2 separate regions of the Bicyclus anynana genome follow, and region 2 is linked to region 1. A link is a contact called in public Hi-C data. All regions are on one chromosome and are shown on one strand. Each heading gives the region's core, a stretch centred on a gene start, on an enhancer-like site or on the middle of the called end of the contact. The rest is flanking DNA. Distances are from core to core; before and after follow the strand shown.

Evidence for each region. A called contact is a pair of places that touch in the nucleus more often than the background predicts.
Region 2: a contact with region 1 is called in a Hi-C map of whole body, with 2.1 times the contacts expected there. The contact joins two enhancer-like sites.

The regions. Positions count from the first base shown.
Region 1 is chr22:5,648,284-5,653,004 of ilBicAnyn1.1, reverse strand. The region is part of intron 5 of LOC112046638 (trithorax group protein osa); the gene reads left to right. Among protein-coding and RNA genes, the nearest start is that of LOC112046635, 24 kb to the right of the region's middle. Within about 2 kb of position 3,199, at least 8 of the 8 cell types and tissues checked have open chromatin away from gene starts, as enhancers often do.
Region 2 is chr22:5,793,258-5,798,150 of ilBicAnyn1.1, reverse strand. All of the region lies in intron 1 of LOC112046638 (trithorax group protein osa), which reads left to right. Among protein-coding and RNA genes, the nearest start is that of LOC112046638, 8.2 kb to the left of the region's middle. Within about 2 kb of position 2,515, at least 8 of the 8 cell types and tissues checked have open chromatin away from gene starts, as enhancers often do.

The DNA.
Region 1 (4,721 bases), core at 1,950-4,449:
ATGTGGTATTATAAGACTTACTGTTTTTATGAAGTGCTGGGATATATCTACGAGTACTAGTAGGTGTTTATACAAACTATTGAATTGTTTGGCCGTAATTTAACTAGGCAACCTATTTGCAATAAGTCTAGAAAGAAGAAGAAAGAAAATACACTTTATTGTACACACAGAAACATACAATACAATGAATACAAAAAAAAATACAAGAAATGCGCAGTAGGCTACCAAAGTGAATATTATTTATGACTAACGGATCCGGTCAAGCTTCGCTTTGACTTACTCGTATTGCACTTCTTCCTTATCCCTACCCTACCCTACTCTACCCTACCTCTACCCTAGGATGTAGGAGGATTTGGAGGAGGCTTTTGTCCTAAAGGACATTCAGACAAATTCTGAATAAAGGCTTTTAATATTATTATTGTTATGTTTGTCTTGAAAACATACTGCGCCTATACCACTTTACCGCTGACCTGCACTGAGGCAGCGTGTTGGGCTTAAACTCCTGTTTTCGTACAGATATAACACACGTGATAATAACTAAGAGCAGTGATAGCCCAGTAGATATGACCTCTGCCTCCGATTCCGAAGGGTGTGGGTTCCAATCCGGTCCGGGGCATGCACCTTCAACTTTTCAGTTGTGTGCATTTTAAGAAGGTGTCTCAAACGGTGAAGGAAAAACATCGTGAGGTAACCTTCATACCAGAGAATTTCCTCAATTCTCAATTCAATGTGTGAAGTCTGCCAATCCGCATTGAGCTAGCGTGATTGACTATTGGCCTAACCATTCTGAGAGGAGACACGAGCTCAGCAGTGAGCCGAATATGGATTGATAATGATGTTGATAGTAACTAACCAGCGAGAGGCATACGCAATTTTAATAGGCTAATAATACAATGATGGTGAATCAACAATGTATCATAAGTATCTCTTATCACACGTCAGTCATGTTGGTATTATGCGAGCACGGTCATAGACTTTAGAATAAATTGTTTCAATTATAGATTTTCAAACATTCATCACGTTTCAGTGAGTCATCGTGAGTTTTAGATTCACATGCGCTTGTTTAATGTGTATTATTATGCATATGAGTTATGTTATGTATACTTATAAATCAATGATGTTCAACTAATTGTTATTTTAATTGATTGTTAGCGAAGTTCACAATTTATTATTCATTTAACCGAAATTCTGACGAAGCTTACAAGTTATTCATTCATTATTTTTAACCGACTTCCTTATTGTAAACTTTTGTTGTTTTGTGGCTGTTTAGAACTTTTTGTATGTAGGCTTAATAATTCTGATAATGTTTTCTATACAAAAAGAGGTAAAGTTTTGGGTTGTACGAAGTAATGTGTACGGAACGGAAAATGGGTACGGAACAGATTTTATAAATTCTTGTACCTAGGCTATTATTTACATAGGCTATTATTTTACACACAAAGATAGCGTGTAGTCGCCGATTTTTTATGTGCCCCGAAATCGGAGCACTTGACGCCTCGCTACGCTACGATAAGTACGCTTGTGTGCGTGCGTGTAGGGTAATTAGCTTAGCTCTTAAACTCACATAATAACAGAAGTGGCTTACTTTTGGAGTGAAAAATTTGTAGGTTTTGCGGGTCTATAGGTTATTAGTCTAAGTTACTAATGAAAATCCGTGATAGCCCAGTGGATATGACCTTTGCCTCCAATTCCGGAGGGTGTGGGTTCGAATCCGGTCCGGGGCATGCACCTCCAATTTTTCAGTTGTGTGCATTTTAAGAAATTAAATATCACGTGTCTCAAACAGTGAAGGATATCATCGTGAGGAAACCTGCACACCAGGGAATTTTCTTAATTCTCTGCGTGTGTGAATTCTGCCAATCCGCATTGGGCCAGCGTGCGTGGTGGACTATTGGCCTAACCCCTCTCATTCTGAGAGGAGACTCGAGCTCAGCAGTGAGCCGTATATGGGTTGATAACGACGACTAATGAAAAAAAAAACTAAATCATCGTCTATGAAAATGCTTCTCAGCCCATAGTTCACTTTAAACATGTTCTACAATGCGTCGCTCGTCGACCTGAGGCAATAGGTGCTAAGGCCTGCGTGACTATAATTTTACTGACAACTACCCTTCAGATGTGCCGCTTGGCGGCAGAAATAAGTATTAGTTGTAGATACTTCTTTGTCGCAAAAATAATCTTAGTTCAATTAATTTTCAACTCGCTACAATACACAATGCAATTTGCGTGATGCAAACGCACTATTGCGTTTTTGCCGACCTTATCACATTAAAATTTACAATAGTAGCCGGCAAGAGTCTTGTTATTTTCTAACGCAAAATTGATCTAGAGTGCGTTCACGATCCGAAAATGACTTTGTCCAAGGTGGAACGCGCTTGCCTAAAATATGTATTTATATTAGAGATGGAAGAATGGAAAAAGTAGGGTCTTTCTTACTTTATGGTAGTTTAACTTCCCAACTCCGGGCTGAGAATTTGTATTGAAAGTTTCTTAAAAGAAAGTTGAGCTCAGATTCTCTTAGCCCGACTCAGGCATCGAACTCAGGGCACGTAGGTAACCACTGGACTATAGTTATTCTCGGTAGTCAGGTAAAAAGTTGTACCTTCACCAAATTAAACTTGAAATGACAACGCAAAACGCAGTGTACCTGCTCGGGATATAAATAATATTATTATCATTATCTTCGTACCGAAGTTTGGTATACTCAGCTCACTGCTGAGGGGTAAGGCCCATAGTCCAACACGCTGGCCCAATGCACATTGGCAGACTTCACACACGTAGAGAATTAAGAAAATTCTCAGGTATGCAGGTTTCCTCACTATGTTTATCCTTCACCGTTTGAGACAGTTGATATTTAATCTCTTAAAATGCACATAATTGACCAGATGTGCATGAACGGAGGTGCATGTCCCGGACTTGATTCGAATTTACGCCCTTCGTAATCGGAGGCAGAGGTCATTTCCAGTGGGCTATCACCGTCTTGCAGTGCGTTAGTAGCTCGTTGCTTGTTTACGTTTCGTTTCGTTTATAGTTAGTCGTATTGAACTCGTTTAAAAGTCATTAATGCTTTTTAAAGAAATAGATGTCACGTAGGTGGGCATGTGTCTCGCTGGTGATTCACCGGCGCCTCGCCGTCTGCCGGCCGTCTGATCGACGCCGACGTTATTATAATGCGCCGATAATAATTGCTCGTCGAGATTAAAGTGTCGTCCCTTGCTCGTGATAACGTCACTGGGCCGTCGGTGCTTCGGCGCCGTATCAGTGTGACGGCCGCTCTCGATCTGAACTAAAAGTCTGAGATTAACAAGGGTTTCATTGACACTTGTCATTCTCTGAAAGCTTAACTCGATGGTTTTTAGAAGGGCTATTATTGAAAAGTTGTAGTACTGAAGTATCTACTACTGAAATCGTTATCAGGGAAACCTTTGTTTGGATTGCATAAAAAAGCTAAAGTCAGTCAGCTGGACAAATTCGCTATTACTGTCTCTGGCTGCAGTTATACGAGTAGGTATGGTTATGTTAACGGAGCAGGATTGTAAGAATTTCTGCAAGAGATTCCGCTGCAACTTAAGCTGACAACATTATATTAAAATATGTTAGCTATTAAACAAAAAAAAAAACAGGAAGGGAGTGTAATCACAAACTCCGTGACATGACATTTTTTTGTATTAGATAACAACAGAGAACATTATTGTTTTGATTTTGAACTCCGAATAGACAGGGGGACTTCTTGAAGAAGTGCGTACAGCCTGTTGCTTAGAATCCGCTTCACGCGAAACTGAGTTACTGAGTCTGCTGAGATCACGGAGAAGGGGGCGGGTTGTGTCACGCAACGGTGACATAACTACTTAAGTTCAAATCGACCTACATAAAAGCCGCCATACCACTTTCGTCGTCGCAAATCACCGCAGCGGCCTCGGTCAATGCGCTGCGTGCGCGTCGCATGCAGTATGCACATATACGGCGAAGCGCACTGAGAATTCGCAGGCTGTGTGTAGGTACCCCACTGTACGTGTATTCCGCTCACGTGCCGGAAAACGAAAGTGATCCGTCTCTCTTCCCGATTGATGCACGGCCCGCCTAAGCCCTCGTTAACTGTATTATTCAAATTGTGTGTGCGAAGTGCGCCCGCCGGTCGGATCGATCACACACGGAAACATTCGTCGCTTGCACTCTCGAATACAATTTAATTCAAGTGCACCCGGCTCCCATCCCACCGGCGGTTTGTTTGCGCCCGAAAAGCGAACGCACCCCGCACCGGTCCGCCGTCTGCCAACCTTGATACTAGTGCTTGTTGGAAGGCGTTTTACGACCCGATAAAAGTCTCCACCGATTGTATGTTATCTGCGATGCTTATCCAGTTTAATGTGGGACGATTGTCGTTACGCTGAACGTTATCACTGTCGTTATGTTTTGGAAGCCATTAGTAATTTGTTGATGGGTGTTCTTTAGCAAACTTTGTTATATTTTTAATAACATAATAATGTTCATGAGCTTGCAAAGAACGGTTTATTACCCCTTTCTTTGCATGCTTATCAATCTAACGTTACGTCATTACTCACTAAACAGGAGTTGTACGATTTAGCAATCGAAGAAACTATGCAGGATAATACGGTGTAAATTTAAAGTAAATCATATGTTTCTTGCTTTCTTCGACAATTTACAAGGAACATCAAAATTTTAACGAAGGAAGCAAGTTTTTGACCAAAGCTTGAGTAATA
Region 2 (4,893 bases), core at 1,266-3,765, 150 kb before region 1:
GTTATGTAGTTGATACTTGGTAACAAATCCCCATTATATAATGATTTTGATAGCTAAATAAAAAAATCATTATATAATCATGATGAACCTCCGCAAAGTAACACCTGCTTCTATCCGAGAAATCCCCAGTACCTCAAAGACATTATGATGCATAGGCTGCATACACTTTAGGACAGAAAAGTACTGTCATAGTAATTACAAGCAAGTATTTTTGTACTATAATGAGTATAAAATCTTTTTCACAAAAAAGTTAACGGACTTCAAAATTGCACTGCTCTAAAAAGCGAAAAATAACATCATACCTATATCCTTTCTATTGATAGGTTTGAAGGCGGTGCTATGCCAATTAGGCTCTTAAAGTTTATTGGTTTTTGGCACCGCCTTAAAAACAATCAATAGAAACTAGACTAGCTATCTATGATCTTTAATTTTTTTTGTATTACTTGTAATAATATTTATTTGAATACAAAATCTGTTTTATGCTCTTTTGTATAATTGTGTCCATAACAGGAAGGAAAACGTAATTTATATTTTATTTTCAATAGAGGATAATGACTTTCAATATCACATTTAAACTTTGTTTAGCTTCAATCTTTGCTGAGATTACTTAATTATTATGTCACTTTGTTTTATTATGGACTGTTGTTACGTGAGTTATTAGTATGAATGAACATTGTGTTCATTTACACGTCACATACCTACACACAATTAGTAGGTAATTACTACATGAATCATAATATAAGAAAAGAAACATTAGCAATTTTAATTAAGTAAATGTTAATAACAATTTATTGTCCGATTATACGTTTTTCATTCACAGTTTGAAAACGTAAGAAAGGCAGCGTGAACGCTGTCGATTTACAATTTTACACTCGCCATGGCCTGTACCGGTTGTTACTTGCTAGTTGCAAAAGGGAAAAAAGAAAAAAAAAAAAACTGTGCAGAGGAATAACAAAGCTGGCCCCGCCGTTAGCGGATATAAAAACGAAAGCGCACTGCGATAGTGAAAGTTTGATGTGTAGGCAAATATTACTCGCTTCCAGGCGGAGATTTGTGCGTCAGCCTCCCAGTTACGAAAGGGGATAAAGGCAGCCGCGACGCGACGGTTCTACGGCGTTCCGTGTTACCGTCGCTCGCACTCTCCGCAGTATACATTATGTAGAGCCAGCCGGTGGAGGGACGCGTTTGACGGATCACAGTTTCAACGTGAATGGAACTTGACATTTGACACGTGCAACCAGCGTCGCGTGAATTCGAAAGGGTTTCACGTAGCTGCCGTATCTGGGTGTCATGTTACTTGTGTCGGTGTCCACAGTTGATCTGAAATGACATTCCGATAAATACTACAGTTATACTAGTAGTATACACCACTTCGAGTCTGCTTCGAACAAGAGGCGTGTGGCGCCGCAATATACGAAACTAGCGGACGGCCTCCGTGGCGCAGTGGTATGTGCGGTGGATTTACAAGACGGAGGTCCTGGGTTCGATCCCCGGCTGGACCGATTGAGTTATTCTTAATTGGACCAGGTCTGGCTGGTGGGTGGGTGGTTTAGTTACCACCCTACCGACAAAGACGTACCTCCAAGCGATTTAGCGTTCCCGTATGATGTCGTGTAGAAACCGAAACGGGTGTGGATTTTTATCCTCCTCCTAACAAGTTAGTCCGCTTCCATCTTAGATTTCATCATCACTTAGGTGAGATTGTAGTCAAGGGCTAACATTTAAAGAATAGTAAAAAAAAAAAACTATCGGACGCCCGCAACTTAGTCCGGCATTAGACTTCGTAAATCCGGCCCTCTTGAAAAATCTGATCTTAGCTGTAGGACGTTTACTATATAAACTACATCCCTGCCGAATTTCATCTTTGTGCGTCAAATGGTTTTCGACATTTCGACATATCCTTATACTTAAAGTTAAAATATATATTTTTCATTTTGAGTTAATGTCCCAGCCGGGTATAGTAGCTGTACAGTTCGGCATGTTGCAATATCAATGGACTCGAACTTAGATGCATACTATACTGTAATATTATTATTTTTGAAGGCTGGACGAAAGCGTAAGAAAAAACGGTTTGAATGTCCCTCTACGCTTAGGCCAGCGCTAACTTGTAAATCATGAAAAAAATATGTAAGGCCGCTCTTGGTATTGTTTATGTTCTATTTATTTAGCTGTTTCAGCACTGCAGGCCATTGCCATTCGTTTCTATAATAACGGCACAATGTTTTCGTCGCTATACGATTTAGACTGTAGGTACACTTTTAAAGGATGTAACGCCAAAACGGGAACCGGGAATCACAATGGACATTTTCAACAAACAAAGAGTGTATTTAAAAATGTCACGACGAATTTCCAAGTGGCAGCGGACGGAAAGGAATTTGAACCCAAATGCAATAGAATAGGGTCGTCAGCGGCGGCATTTCTCCGGAGTTTAAATCCTAGTGCGGTTTGTTGCCGTTCCGCACCGAGCCGCCATAAAACAATGCATCGAGCACGTGCTGTTTACACTTTAGAGTTCACATCCAAGGTCGTACGCATTTGTAAGGATGGACCTGCGTTGTGTGTTGTGTAGGCCGAACAAATACCGGTTACGTAACTGTCCCACTTCCCACGGTGCAAGCCGCTCTTCCGTCCCTCAAGGCACTCGGCAATTAGCCCATTTGTTTATGGGGTTGTGATTTACTGCTTCGTAGTTGTTTTTTTTTTTAATTTTCACCGTTCAACTCCAACCCCTTTCTCTTTTATTTGGATCCGTTCAATGTGCACTCGACGCTAAATCGTTTGAATGGCAAGTGCTTGCAGGTTTGCTGTGAGGGCCACGTAGACAATTGCCGAACTGAATGTCGTGAATATTTTAGCCGTTTCCTTGTTTCACACGTGTTTCCACGCGCGTCCGGATAGTCGTACAATCGGTGGTCGATTGCTGTGTGTTTTTTTGATTACTCGTATAACGCATTTGCTTTCTGTGTATCTGAACACACTTGAAGGTAGCGCCAGCTTTGGGATCAAACTCTTTATGTATTTTTTTTTCATTTTATAGAACCGTTTTAACTTATTTGTAATATAAAGAACAGAAACTAAGAGTACTGAAGGAGAAGGTTGAGTTACACATAGTTTTTGTGTTTCGTATATGCGATAGTTTCTTTCTATATAATCTTGTTTTGTTAAGATTGAAAGAAACCGTCGCTCGCGTTGAACAATCGTGCATAGTCAATCTATTTCGGGAAGTCTGTTCGTTCGTTTGTGTGATACTGAAGGAGTGTTATCACAGCAGAGTGCAGTCACACATGCATATTCAGTTTTGCACACTAAACGCTTGACTGTACACCTTATTCACTACACACACAGCCAAAGTGATTCTTATAAATAGATTTTTTTTAAAGAATATTTGCCATTTAAGAATTTAAACTATCGTTGAGTATTATTCATATATTAATTTATTATGAAAACTGCTAAAACTCACGTCGGTGTATACGAACCAGCTCATGACTAAGGGCCCCGTAAATAAATAAATGATATTTGCTATATTTTTTGTTAATTTGACCAATAATCACATTCCCTTGCAACTATAGTTAGGAAAGACTGTATTAAAAGTGGGTACAAGTCAGTCAGTCAATCAATTGTCAGGCAGGCAAGGATCGAACCACCACCTCTCGGTGACGAGAGTCCCTTTACCATTGTGCTATTGAGGTTTATTTTTTATTCACAATAACTGAGCCTAAATGATGTTCATCGTAAAGCATTATATGACACTAATTGAGAGCTCTTAATGTTATGGGCACTCCGATTTTCGCATTCCGTATTGTACGTAGTCGCTAATCAATTATGATAACACGCAATCACGTACCGCGTTCGGCACTACAATAAGTATGTATCGTGTGTACACAGTGATTAATTCATGAATGGCTCAAATAAACAAGCGTTGCGTTGGAATTAGTCATTTATCTCGAACGCATTCGTTGTTTACCCACAATCGTGTTAGATAGTTGTCGATAAGGAGACACGTGGTTTGCCGGGGTCGTCGACCCGACGTACTCTGCTCGCCGACAGCTCGGTAATAATAATAAAATGTTTCCGTGCGACTGGTTCAAGGGCGACCCGCTGATATCGGCGCCGGCTATATTTAGATTTAGATGTTTGATGCGGATACGCGCCGGGTTGTGCGTTTGTTTCACTCGTTTCTGGCGGCGGCATCGCTTTCACACGAAAGCTATACGTTTTTAAAGGAAAGAAAAAAACGTTTATTTTAAAATTGTGTCACACACCACAATGCCGAAGCACTGATGCAGCGTCCGATGCCTCAACCACCTGAGCAAGGCAAGACCAAAACTCAAGTAGCAGAAGCATCACCACACTGTCATGTTTGGCACAACCTTGAAAAAGGTACCAGCTCAACATTTTGCTGCATGATCCAAGCAGTTGCTGGAGCATACAGCACTGATTTTCAACTGATACCTTCATCTAGGTGACACGGATATGCATAGCCACGCAGCGACATAAAAATTTTGGATTTGACATCATCATTATCAGCATATCTAACCGACCTCCAGATTATACATATAGAAGAAGGGATGTGGAGCTAGGACCCACCACGCTGCTCCTATGAGGGATGGTGGTAATGTTAAATAAACCCGTGGTATGCGTAGTGGATTTACAAGATGGAGGTCCTGGGTTCGATCCGGCTGGGTCGGTCGAGTTTTCTTAATTGGTCCAGGTCTGGCTGGTGGGAGTTCGGCCGTGGCTAGTTACCACCGTACCGGCGCGCACGTACCGCCAAGCGATTTAGCATAGATAGATATTTTGTCAGATGTTGACTCTGTGACCCACGGGGGTGTAACCGTCTAGACTGAGAGTTTTTATTAAAAAATTTTAGAAGAAAGAAAAGCTCAGTATTTT